Regions from separate parts of the Sus scrofa genome. Here region 2 is linked to region 1. Evidence: chromatin contacts called from public HiChIP or PLAC-seq data. All regions are on one chromosome and are shown on one strand. Each heading gives the region's core, a stretch centred on a gene start, on an enhancer-like site or on the middle of the called end of the contact. The rest is flanking DNA. Distances are from core to core; before and after follow the strand shown. Region 1 has its middle 6.0 kb from the start of RPS21. Region 2 has its middle 3.7 kb from the start of MIR1.

Region 1 (6,578 bases), core at 1,581-4,080:
TCATGGTTCGAAGGAAACAACCCAACCAGCATCCATGAGGATGCAGGTTCGGTCCCTGGCCTCGCTCAGTGGGTGAAGGATCCGGCGTTGCCGTGAGCTATGGTATAGTTCGCAGACAGGGCTCGGACCCCACATTGCTGGGGCTCTGGTGTAGGCCGGCAGCTGCAGCTCCAATTTGACCCCTAGCCTGGGAACCTTCACGTGCCGTGAGTGTGGCCCTAAAAAGAGAAAAAGAAAAGTAAATAAATATAAAGGTAGAACTTCCATATGATCCCGCAGTCCCGCTTCTGGACCATTTTCCCAGAAGAAGTGAAAGCAGTGTCATGAAGAGATCCTGGCACACCTGTGATGACAGCCTTACAATCACCAAGACGTGGGAGCAACCCAGGCGTCTCTGGGTGGGTGAGCAGATGAGCCAGACGCGTGCTCTGGGCACAGCAGGCAGCTGCGGGAGGAAGGAGGCTGGAACACCTGCATGGGGTGAAGCTTGAGGACGTTGTGAGTGAAACGGGCCGTGTAATTCCACCACGAGGAGGGACCTAAAGCAGCCCGGTTCAGGTAGAGAGTAGGACGGGGGCTGCGGGGGGCAGGGGCTGGGAGGGAGTTCGTGTTTCATGGCATGGAGCTCCGTCTTCACAAGACGAGACGTTTCTAGAGATGGTGGTGGCAGTGGCTGCACAGCAGCATGCGTGTATTTAATACCCGTGAGCCACACGCCTGAAAGTGGTCAAAGGCGAAAGTTTTAGATATATTTTATCACATAAAAAAAAAAATTGGGGGAGCAGTTTCTCGGGGCTACCTGAGGTGCTGTTGCCTGGACTTAAGTCCTAATTTCACCCCAAATAAAACTTAACTCTCAAAAAAAAGGAAAAAAATTTCTGGCCAAGCCGCCAGTGTGCCAGAGTTCCCAGGCCAGGGATCAGCCCGTGCCGCAACAGTGGCAATGCCAGGTCCTTAACCTGCTAGGCCACCAGGAAACTCAAAAAACCATTTTGATGACACACCACTCACGCACACATAGTCCCTGGTTCCCTGGGACAGGGTGCCAGAGTCCAGGTCTTCAAAAGGAAGCTCTGTGACCCCTCCCTCCAGACCGTGGCATCTGGATGAGCCCCTCTCTGAGAAGCCCTGCTGTCCAAAGTCCCAGGCCCGCCAACAGGAGGGAGGGGCCCCTGAAGTGGGGCAGCTGCGCGGGTGGAGCCGAGCCGGACGTCCCGGGCCCATGTGCTCTCCCCGGCAGCCACTGCGGGGCGTCCAGAGCTGCTCCCGTGCTGCTCCTGGCCCCGCACAGCCCTGCCCGGGGTCCTGCAGGCTGCCTCCCTCAGGCCCGGCCCACATGCACCCAAGGGGTGCATTGTTGCCCGAGCTTCCTGTGGGGTCTCCAGGTGGGGACAGGGCCGAAGCTGGGGGGCTGAGCGAGCCTGGCACTCCGAGGCACCCTTGCTGATCCTGGCCAGCCGCCAGGGCCCGGGGCAGCCGCGGTTCCGCAGGGTGGTCCCATGAGGACCCGCGAGGGCCCCTGTGTTCACGGGACACGGCTGTTCCTGCCCCCGGGGCCTGGACCGCGTGACTCCCAGCATCGCGCCAGGGCTGCAGGCTGGGTTTGCACGCCCTGTGCCTCTTAGCCGTGTGACACGCTGCGTCACTGCCCCCTCCCGGCTGGTAAAGCGGGGAGGTGGTAATAGCGCACGGGGCTCAGAACCCACGTGGAATTTGGGAGGCCCTCGGCGTGCCAGCACTCACCGCCACCACCGTCATCCCATCACTGTCACCACCACATGTGCTCAGTATGAGGTCGTGACACAGGTCACACAGCTGCAGAAGACTCTGGAAGCTGAGGACCAGTCTCTCCCTGGTCCTTGTTCAGGCTGCCCAGGCGGGGGCTGGAGGCCGGGGGCCCAGGTGCGGGTGGAGGCTGCAGGCCCACCTTGCAGGCAGGTGCCTGGGGCCCCTGGATGTGTGGTGACAACAGCCACCCGGGAACCTCCCCCCACCCCCAGCAGCCGTTTCTGGCTGAGCCAGGCCAGGTCAGCCCCAACCCCATTGTGTGTGGACGGGACCAGCCCTGAAACCAGGAAACCCTCCTTCCTGGCCTGAGTGCAGGCCCAGGGTGAGCTGCAGGTCAGGGCCAAGGGACAGGCTTGTCCCCGTGCAGAGCTGGCCCGGAGCTCTGGCCACGGGACCCTCCTGGCTGCCCTCTGCTCTTGGGAGAAGGCCCAGCCTCGGAGGGGCCCCAGGGGCATGGAGCACGCAGGCCTCAGTGAGCCACCGGCACGGCCTGGTGCCACCACCTCCCTCGGGATTCCAGACGGTCCTCCAGTCTCAGGGGGACACGGGCAGTCACCAGCCCTCCAGTCTCAGCGAGGCTCCAGGGAGGTCACAGCAGGTGCGGCACATGTGGGTCCCCACCGGCGGGCAGCCGGAGGCAGCCCGAGCGTGGCAGCCGGAGGCAGCTCTGTTCCGTCTTACTTTGTTTCACTTTGTCTGGTTATTTTTCTGCATTCAATTTTTTCTTGTGATCTAACCTACACGTGGCAAGGAACACAAACCCTAAGCATCGCATGTTCACCCAGGCAGCCGGGGTGTAGTGCTGACCACGCCGCCTTGGGTCAGGGTCAGGGCCGGGGACTGGGTGGGCCCGTGCCCCTCCCCACCTGCCCCCCGGGAGGCTCTCGCAGGCCCCATGCCCAGATGCAGGTGAAGGCACTCTGGAGGCGGGGCTGGGGGCCGAGCCGGGCCCCTGGATGCCAGCTGACGCCCGGGAGAGGACGATGAGGTCACATAGCCAGGCACGGCCCGTCTTCTGGCCCCACCCCTCCCTCGGGGCCTGGCTGTGAGGACAGAGCCAAGGGACAGGAAAGGAGGCCCTTCCGTCCCAGGCACACAGCGTCCCAGGCGCGCAGCTGGCTCATCCCCGTGGCCACCCAGTGGGCTCACCAGGCTGGCCAGTGGCCAGGATGTCCCAGTCAAACTGGGTGGAGTTTCAGGTTCAAAGGAAGGAGGCTGCCAGGCCCACCTTTCCCCCGGGACTGGGCCCGCCAGGGGCAGACGCCACGGTTGGTGTCCAAGCTGACCTCGGACCCCAGCCCTATCCTTCTCTCTTTCTGAGTCTCAGGTTCCCCATCAGAAGGCTGAAGCTGGGAGTTCCCTTGTGGCACAGAGGGCTAGGGATCCAGCATCACTGCTGTGACGCAGGTTTGATCCCTGGCCAAGGAATGGCCAAATGCCTCGAGGGCCAAAACCCAAAGAGGGGTGAAGCTGTTCTCCCTCCTTCCGCGGGTGGAGGCGAGGGTTCAACCGGACAGGGCACCCTGGGCCTGTGCACCTGGAGGGGACGACCAGTCACCCGCCTGCCCCTTTGTCACCGGTGTCTCCAGGGGAACGGTCCAGTGGTCGGTCTGTCTGTCTGGGAGGTAAACTCGGACCAGCCCTTCCTACCTCGGGACACGTGGGGGTTAGCCCAGCCGCCCCGCGCAGGACCGCGCATCCAGGGGCAGCTGCCCGCGGCCAAGGTCAGGGAGCCACGCGTTCCCACCCCGTGTCCTTCGCAGCCTCGCTCCTCTTGCCTGTGAACCGAGCCTTGGTCGGGCCCCCACGGTGGCCCCAGGGCAACCCCGTGAGGAAGGGCAGTTGTGAGTCCACTTCACAGAGCAGGAAACCGAGGCCCCGGGGGAGGAAGTGGCTCCCCCAGAGCCAGGGAGCCAGGGTCTGCGGCAGGCAGGGCTGAGGTGCAGTGTGCTGGAGGAGAGGTCGCCCCCAAAGCCCCAGGCGGAGCCCTAGAAAGGCCAGGACGGGAGTTCAGGCAGCGATGCAGTCAGAAGCCGGGCGGGTTGGGAGGTCCCACCCCTCTCTTCTGTCTGTGCCGTGGGGACGCCCAGCTGGGGGCCAGGGGTGGATCAGAGAGGAAGGTCCCCAGGCCCACGGGCAGCACAGGCCGCTCTCAGGCTTGCCCGGCCCCTGAGCACCAGCCAGCAGGGGCGTTGGCAGCTGCAGGAACGTGCCCGCAGGCGGAGGTTTGTGTGGCCTGGAAAGCGGGGGAGGAAGGTGCCGGGATCCACATTCCTGCCCCAGGTGAGCTGGTCTGGCCCGGGCTTGTCCTGCTCAGCCCGGCCGGCCGGCTCCTCGGAGCCCTGGGCAGCTTCCCCCTCCCTGCCCAGCTCTGCAGCTGTGCTGGGACCCTGAAACCCCAGGATGTGCCATCGCCCCCGCCTGCTGTGACCCCACGCGGTGGCTGTCCTGGGGCCCTGTCCCCAGGGGAGCTCGTGGCTGGGGAAGAAGACAAAGCAGGTCGTCTCGGGAAGGCCCGGGGCGGGAGTCTTCTCCCAGACCCCCCCACGACACACGACAGGCAGTGCTGGCTGTCGCAGCAGGGGTGGACAGGCACCACTGGCCACTAGTGGATGGAGGCTGGGATGCCGCCCTGTCCCGCAGCGCCCAGGACGGCCCTGCAGGGAGACTTCAAAGGGCAGTGTTCCCTGAAGAGGCTGGGGGGGGTCAGGGAAGGCCTCTCCGGGGAGGGGATGTGGCCTGCAGGGACCAGCCCTTTCACACTGGTCACCGCAGTGCCCCTGCAGCCTGAGAGACAGACCAGGCGCCCTCTCTGTGTGGGGGCAGGGAGGGCAGCAGGATCCGCTGCCAGGCCTGGAGGGTTCCAGAAGGCGGAGGCCCCCTCACACCCTCCTCCCGGCTCCTGGCTTCGGCGTGTTCCTCCCCTGGGTGGGCGGGGCTGGGGTCTCCGGGAATTCCTGGTGGCGGTTCCGGGAGGCCCTGAGGGCAGCCTGAGCCAGCCTCCCGCCGACCCAGACAACCTCCTGGTGGGCCCTGTCCTGCTCGGCTCCGGGGCTGGTGCCACAGGGCCTTGCCGAGGGCACCCAGGGTCAGCCCTCAATAGCCAGGCGGTGGGCACTTGTCCAGCCAGGACAAGCCTTCGTGGCGGGGAGTGAGCACCTGGGAGATCAGGTCAGAGCCCCGAGCCCTGAGCAGCGGCCCATCGCCGTGCCTCGGAGTCGCAGTGCTGGGGACAGGCGGAGGCCACAGGGCCGCTCTGACCCTCCATCTCCCCTCTGACAGGTGGGCTTCTGTGAGCGTCCAAGCAGGAGCCGGGGCCCCGGAAACAGCCACTCCCTAAGACCACTGGGCGCTGGGGCGTTGGGGCCAAAGTCGAGGCAGGAGGCACGGTCAGCCCCATTGCTCCCGGGCCAGGGAGGTAGCACTTCTGACCTGAGGCCACACGGCAAGTCCCCAGGGGACCGGGAGCACGGGGGCCACAAAGACCCGGCCCCCAGGGAGGGGCTCCGCTGCCCGCCTCCACCCTCACCACTGCTCCTGGGAGGGCCGGGCTCAGACCCCCAGGTCCCCTGGGAGAGGGAGGCCAGGCTCCCGCGAGCCCCCAGCCCGGGGTCTGGCAGGAGCCTCCCCATCTTGTGTTTACATTCCTCTAGGAAATCTTTCCCCAGAGCAGCCTCGGGACAAAAGTTTTGTAAATGTTGAAACTTGAGGCAAACGGAGGCCTGGAGCTGAGCCCACCCCCACCCCCACCCCCACCTCTGTGGCAGAGGGACTGGGGAGGGGCGCGGGGGCGGGGGGCAGCGGCCCAGCCGGGCGCCACCTCCATGCCCCTGCCTGTCTTCTGAACTCGCAAGCCCTCCTTTTATGACACTGGGGCGACGAGAGGTGTCATTGGCATTGGAAGCCCGGGGGGCCCTGGGGGAGCCCCTGTCAGGTCACCTGTCGAGGGGACGGGGGAGGCCTGGTCCTAGGGTGACGTTCCCCATCAGGCCTCCGAGGCACGAGCCTGCGTGTGACTGGGGGCCCCGTGGGCGCTCAGCGAGGACGGGGTGGGAGGCCCACGGGGGTCCGCGTTCCAGGCTGGGTCAGTTCCCTGTCGAGGGTTGCGTGTCCTCACCACGGCCCTAAACACAGGCCCGCCCTACACGTGTGCATGCACGTGTGGATATGTGTATGTGCATGCGTGTGTGTGTGTGTGTGTGAATGTGTGTACATATGTATGCATGTGTATAGTGTGTGTGTGAAGGTGTGTTTGTGTGCATAGGTGTGTGTGTAATTGTGTAGGTGTGCATGTGTGTATGTGTGTGTGTGTTTACATGTGTGTGTGTGTGGCTGGGGGGTCCTTGGCACCCAGAGGTGACTCTGCCTCCGCCCCCTCCACCTGACAGGCACCCACTCCCAGGTAAGCGGTGCCCGAACCAGCCCAGCTGAGCTGCCCCCTCCACCCCGGGAGAGGCCGGTGACCCAGGTGCACCCCCAGCTCCAGACCAGGCAGCCTCTCCCAGGAGCCCGCCTCCCAGCTCGCGTGCAGCGGCCGTGTGGGTGTTGAGCCTTTTCTTCAGCAAACACTTGGCCGCGTGCCTGGACCACCTCATACCTGCTCGCCCGCTCAGCTGCTGATGGGCACCTGGGCTTTTCCAGGCTGGCAGGGAAAGGGCTGCCACGAACGTTCACGGGTGGGATTTGGGAGTGAGAGTGTGGGACCCATGGGACACTGGCTGTGTCCCCACCGGCAGCAAAGGGCCCCGACTCCCACACCCTCACTGCAGGTATTATTTACTCTGTGCTGT
Region 2 (6,578 bases), core at 2,515-5,014, 140 kb before region 1:
GGTCCAATTAGTTACATTGGAGCAAACAGTGACGCGGACCAAATGCTGGAGCAAGGACCGTGTGTTCCCCGAGACTCGCCGCCCGCAGGAGGCTCTGGGCCGCGCCTTCCCCCGCGGGGTGGTGACACGCCAACACGGGGGCCAGAGGGCGGTGGTGCTGCTGACGATGCCCCTGAGCAGGGGCCGCCACCTCATCCAGGAAGCCCTCCTGCATTTCCTAAGGCCTCAGACCCAGAAGGCAGACTCCACGTGCAAGTGCCAAACTCGGCACGACCTCACCAGTAAACGTCACCCCCTGCCACCCCTGCACCCCGGGCTGTCCCCAGATGGACCTTCAGCAGAGCAGAGGGTGACCTTGGGCCCTGGAGGCGTACACACCGTGCTGGGAGCACTCGGGGGGCCTCCTTGGCTGCCCCGAGCCCCAGCTTCCCTGCAGGGGACTGCCAACCCCGTGCAAACCCAGTCACCATCCCTCCGTGCCCTGTCACCACTGTCACAGCTCAGCGGGGAACCCCTGGCCACTTGCCCTCGAGGGTGGCCAGGCAGCCTCTCACCCATGCTGCCCCACAGCCCTCACTCAGGACCTCAGAGAACAGCGTCCACCTCGAGCAGAAACCCCCCAGGACGGCCCCCAGGGCATGGTGTCACTGGCCCCAGGACAGCGGGCACCGTGGCCAGTGGCCTTAGCGATGTGGCCCCAACGTCTGCTCAAAGATAAGCAACAGCCCAGGCCCACCTGCAGCCCCAGATGCTGTGCTCAGAGGCCACAGGGCGGGGACCAAGCTGCGCCTCCACCGGGTCATCACAGAGATGGGGGGAGACTCAGCCCCCCTTCCCCCCACTCCCACACCTGGGGGCAGCCCTCCCTGCCAGGTTCCCTCCCCTCCTGACCCAGGAGGGATACCTGGATCCGTGTGGGGTTTTTTTACTAGGGGTTTTTTACATTTTCAACATTAAAAATCTAATATTTCTTTGGCGGCAACATTACCTATCAACACTCAGATTCACCAATAAATTAATTTTTAATTCCGGATTTTGGTTAATTATTAAAATCAATAGCAAAGAATTACGGTTAGTCTTGGAGGTGTGAGCGGCCTGGCCGGGGCTGCGCAGAAGGAGCCCTTCCAGGGGTCCTGCTCAGGCTGCGAGGCCCGCACAGGGGTGTCCTGGGGGAGACCCACCCCCCAAAAAAACAGCCCTGTTTCTCACTATCGCCAGCGCTGACCCAGCCAGACGCCGAACGAAACGCACTCAGCCCAGCTCCATAACTTTTCTGTCTATTCAAAAAAATGTATTATTTCTCAACACTGATAAAAGTTTAATACAGAGTTGCCCGGGTTTTTAATAAACTTGTCAACAAAAGAGCAGAGCAAATTGATGGGCCCCTTCCAGAGATAAATTTCGCCTCAAATAGACCCAAAGAGCAGGGGACAGGGCAATGGGGAGGCGGGGGCCAGGGGACACGTGATTGTTTTGCTGTTCTTTGCAAAAATGGCAAGATAGATTTTTGTGTCTTATCATCTCAAAGATGGAGCGGGGGGTAAAGCCAGTATAATTTGAAGAAAGAGCTTCGTGGCTGAGGACCAGCTGGGCGAGCCCTGAGGTCGGGGGCGGGGGATGGGGGGCAGCTTCGGAGCGAATTAACGCGATGTATCCAGACAGGAGAGGAAAGCCACTTGTCCCCTCCTGGGAGCCCCACTACATCGCACCTCTGCAGAGATGGATCTGGCACCGAGGGTTCAGGGCCCAGGGATTGCCATGCCACTGTCCCCGATAAACTAGTGGGAGGTCCGGAGCGGCCACCCGCCAGCCGGGGATGCCGCGGAAGGCCCGAACCCCACGTGCAAAGAGCCCGCACGTATCTGCCCCCAAACCCTGCCCACGTTCTCTGCACCTCCCAGCTCGGGGAGGCCTCCAGGATGGGAAGAGCAGTCCAGGCCACAGGACTTGCATCTATGCTCGAGGGGGACTCAGCAGGCCCTATTTTCCCTCACTCAAGGCCATCTGCTCCACTGGCCTTGAGGTGGGTTGGTTTGAAATTCCACTGTTAGAGATTCACTTCCTGGGCTAAGGATGGTGGGAAAGCAAAATCCCCTGGGAAGGGGACTGACGGGCCGTGAGGCCTCCGGGGCATGTCGCCACGTCCAGCACAGGCGGGAATGGCCAGGGACAGATGAGGAGGGACCACAGGAGCAGGGACTCAGGAGACCCCAGCACCAGCCTCCACCTGGAGGACTGAGCTCGTGCACCTGGGACCAGGCAGATGGCCCTGCCCGCACCCCCACAAAGCCCCAGCCCAGACTGGGGTCCTGGCCCTGCTGAGCCCTTTGGTGGGCAAAGGCCCCACCAGGCCCTGGTGGATTTGATGCCCACAAAGGGGGCAACAGAACACGGCAGGGGCAGTGCGCAGAGCCTCACCGCCTGTCCTGTCATCGTCACTACAGCTGTGACCTCGGGCACTTGGGGTGGGCGGGCGCGAGGGGCTGCCCTGGGCCTCCCACGCCCAGAGTCACCGGAGTTCAGCCTCTCCAACAGGACAGCTGAGAATGTGGCTATTTATACCGGCCGCAGCGGCCGGGCGGCTGGAGGGACACGCAGTCCAGTCGCCATATGTGGGCATGACCAACGGTGCGCAGGCCTGCCAGGGGGACGGCGCCCAGGACGGCGTGTCTGTCCTGGGTGTCCTTCAACCTCCTGAGTCCCCCCTGGGCACCCGTGACAGGTTCTGGGGACAGCTGCCCCGTCCCCTCCCTGCTGTTAAAAATACTCTGGGCGACTGTCCGATCCGTCTCACACTGTTCTTCACACACTGGCGCACGCGCGTGCGCGCACACACACACACCCGCCTCTGGCCCCAGCTGTCCTCACTGGCTCCCTCCCCGAGCTATTGGTTTGACCCCTAGGGGACCCCAGACTCAACCAGCTGGTCCTTTGGGCGGCGCCCCGGATGGAGAAAAGCCTTCCTGCCCAGCACCTGTGTAGCAGGTGGCCTTTGTTCTCCACCCGGGCTGGACGCTGGCGCCTGGAAGGCGCCTCTCTGCCCAGCATCCCTGCCCTCACTATCACATGCAACCAGTCAGACCACCTCCTTAGCCCGGGAAGCAGCAGGGCCTGAAACTGAGGGGCCCCTGGAGACCCCGGTGGCTGGTCCAGGGAGCTGACACCTTTGCAAGGTCGGCCGCCCCCAGTCACTCCCCCCAAGGGGCAGCCGCGGGGCTGTCGGGGTGGCCCTCTTGTCCCTGCCCTTGAGAGGCGCGCCCTGCATGCCGCTGCAGCTGCGTCTCTGCACTGCAGCAGCCCGCACTGCTCCGCCCCCAGCCTCTCCCTGCTGGCGCCCCAGGGCCTTCCCAGGGTCAGTGCTGGCTGAGCGCTAAAGGCAGGCCCCACTGGGCAGCCAGGAACACGACCCAGGGCAGCCCACGCTTTGCCTGGCCGGGTCCTGGGCCTTTTGCAGGGCCAGCTGAGAGGCACAGAGCGGGATCCAGGCTGGAGCAACCAGCGCAAGCCTCTGCTGGTGGGCAGAGGGCAGGACAGCAGCCAAGGCTGGAGTCCCTAAGAAAGCCTCCGGGGCTCCAGGCCCGGCCACCCCAGGGAGCGGAGCACGTCAAAGGCAGGGAGCAGAGCTGCAGCGAGGCTGGAGGCCCCCTGCAATCGGACGTGCAGGCAGCCCAGCGAGGCTGAGTCAGCACAAAGTGCGGGACTGTGGTTACCCTTTACCGAAGGTGGCTGCATTCCTGCAACGGGCTGGCCCCGCCTCTGGCCCCGCCCACTGGCTCACTGGCACCGCCCACTCCCCCCACCTCGCGCCTGGCCAATGCTTCAGGCCCCCTCCTCCCGCCTGGCTCTGGCCCTAAAATTCCTCCCGTTCCCTCATTTTTCATTTAGGGCATTTTGGGGGGAAATTTGCAATTCAAGCAGTGTTCCCTTTGATTGACTGGGGCTGCAGCAGCTAGAGCATCCGTCCTGCAGGTCAGTCTAATCATCTCACCGGCAGTTCGTTCTTCGGTGCATTTTTCACGTGGGGCGGACAGTTTTAAAAGAGCTTGCTAACGCCTCCGCCCCACGCAGCCGCTCTCACCAGAGCACACCCCCCGCCCCGTTTTGAAAGCCTCCTGAACCTGACAAACCATCACCCCAGCACCACAGGGCCCCTCTTTGGAAGCCGGGTCGCGATGTCTGTGGACCCCTGGTGCCAGGACAGAGAGAGACGCCTTGCCCACTGCACATAACACACACCAGCACGTCCACGCAGCACGACGGGGCTGCCCCCCCTCCGGACTCTCACCCGACTCCCAGCTGATCTCCTCCAGTGTGGAGGTTTCATTTGGAGCATGGCTGGAGTTTGTGAGCCATAGATAGAAAATGCTAACTAATCTGGCCCTGGCTTGATCAGCTCCACAATTCTCGGACCCACCTGCTTCCACCCGGGGGAACCGGGGCCTGACGAATTCCTGGGCTGTTTCCAGGAAACCCAGGAGCCTCCCTGAACCCAGGAACCTCCCCGAACCCAGGTCCCCAGGCTGGCGAGCAAGCCCCTGAGCGAGAGGCTGTCCCACTTTCACCCCGCCTGGCACCCCCAGGCTCCTTTCCCTCTGCTGGGGGCCCAGCGCCCCCGTGGCAGCGTGTCTGGGGTGCTGTAGTGTCCAGCAAAAAGCCCCTCTGGGCAGAGCACAGACGCCCGTCCAGGCTGCACCCCCCCCCCCACTGAAAGGCCCAAAGATCCCACTGAGAAAAACACCATCCTTTTTTTTGGGGGGGGGTTCCCTCCTCAGCTCCTGCCCTGGAAAACCAAGAGTTGGAGCTTTGAGAACAGAAAGTCCCAACCTGGCCGGCGTCGCTGGAAGACAGCAAGACCCCTGGGCGGGGGCACACGCCGGAGAAGGGGCTCTGGCTTCCACGGGCAGCTTCCAAGTGGTCCCCTTTTTAACTTGGCTGAGGTCACTCAAGCTAAGAGGCCGCCGCGCTCTCCCTGCAAACTCTCTAGTTCTTCTGCTCAGTCAAACCTAATTCCAAAGCACCAGTGCTTTTGCCTAAACACCACATCCTGCAATCAAGGCTTAATGCGCAGCGGACGGAGCGAGGGGAAGGGAGCTGTGTCTGCGGCCGGCCGCGCCCGGCTGCTTTCCTCCCTGTGGCCGGAGCTGGAATCATCAGGGCAGAAACGACCTTCCCGGCCATGCTGGGCACTGACCCCTCTGGGCCCAGTGGCCGGAGGAAAGTGGTGCCCAAGGACAGTCTTGCTTCCCTGTTGTGGCTGCCGGAGGGACCAGAGGTGGGGAGACTCGAAAACCGGGAGGGACCCCAGATCCCCAAGCCCTCCTGGCCCCCAGGAGCTGGGGGCTGCGTGAGAGCTGGGAACTGCCCACGTCTCCTGGTCCGTGGGCCACTTGGAGTCAGGGAACCTGGCTGCCCCCAGGCCTTTCTAGTATTTGGAGGAGGAGGCCTGCCCACCCCCCTGTCCCAACCCCCACCCAAGGGCCAAATTTCTGCCAAAGGTCAGGGTGCAGGAGGGGCCGGGGCATCTGCCGCGGGCCGGGCAGCAATGCCAGGGATGGCAGGAGAGGCAGAGAAGACACCCACTCTGGAAAAACAGCCCTGAGGGCCATGGAGGCCGTGTCCGGGTCAGGGAGCTGCCTCCCTGGCTGCAGATGCCTGTACTCCGGAGCCAGAAACTGGGGGGACAGCACCCTGCCACAGCAGCCCAGCCCCGTCGGCGGTCCCAGAGCCTTCTGCCCTTTGCTGGCGGGAGACGGCCCCGCACTGCGGAGCCGGACTTCAAAGACCAGAGACAGCATCGGCCCCCGTCACCTGGGCGGTCACGGTCCAGCCGAGGGACCCACTGGCCATCAGCCCAGCAGCATCCTGACTGGGACTGGCTGGTGGCAGGGCAGGAGGGATGGGACCTTGTCTGCACCACGCTGGCCTGACGTCCTTTACAGAACAAAGTGCTTTCAGCTGAAGTCGCTGAAGGCAGGAGAGCTGTGCGGGGCTTGGGGTGGGGGTGTGGGAGGCTGGGGGCCACACAGACCCTAGGAAGGGCTTGGGCCACCCAGCTCTGGCCCTTTGGTTTCTTTTTTTTTTCTTCGTTTTTTTTAACGGCTGCATCTGCAGCATATGGAGGTTCCCGGGCTAGGGGTCAAATTGGAGCTGTAGCCGCCGGCCTGCACCACAGCCACAGCCACGCCAGATCCAAGCCTCATCTGCAAACCTACACCAAAGCTTGAGGCAACGCTGGATCCTTAGCCCACTGAGAGAGGCCCGGGATCGAACCCACATCTTCATGGTTACTAGTCAGGTTCTTAACCCACTGAGCCACAGGGGGAACTCCCCCATTGGCTTCTTAAGCACCACGGGCACCTGAGGTGTCCTCCAGATGCTGGGCCGGGGTATTTCAGAGGAGGGAGCAGGGACCCCACAGGAGGCTGAGCCACCGCTCTCCTGCCTCTGCCCCTGCCACAGCCTGAGAGCAAAGACTGAGTGCCTGTGCCTCCAAGCGCCCCTCCCACGTGGCCGCACACGTCCCCTCCCTCCCTCCCTCCCTCGCACTGGCCCGTCCTTTGGGCCACAGACTGCTTTGC

The links. HiChIP or PLAC-seq counts read pairs in DNA pulled down with a chosen protein or histone mark.
Region 2: an H3K27ac HiChIP or PLAC-seq map of skeletal muscle shows a contact between it and region 1. The contact joins two enhancer-like sites. A contact is called at or near these places in 1 of 47 Hi-C or Micro-C datasets (heart right ventricle) and 1 of 2 datasets of contacts at active chromatin or transcription factors (skeletal muscle).

Annotation. Positions count from the first base shown.
Region 1 is chr17:61,754,288-61,760,865 of Sscrofa11.1, reverse strand. No RefSeq gene overlaps it. Among named protein-coding and RNA genes, the nearest start is that of RPS21, 6.0 kb to the left of the region's middle. Within about 2 kb of position 2,830, at least 34 of the 83 cell types and tissues checked have an H3K27ac peak or open chromatin away from gene starts, as enhancers often do. A contact at or near this core is called in skeletal muscle, where this site is marked.
Region 2 is chr17:61,894,492-61,901,069 of Sscrofa11.1, reverse strand. No RefSeq gene overlaps it. Among named protein-coding and RNA genes, the nearest start is that of MIR1, 3.7 kb to the right of the region's middle. Within about 2 kb of position 3,764, at least 10 of the 83 cell types and tissues checked have an H3K27ac peak or open chromatin away from gene starts, as enhancers often do. A contact at or near this core is called in skeletal muscle, where this site is marked.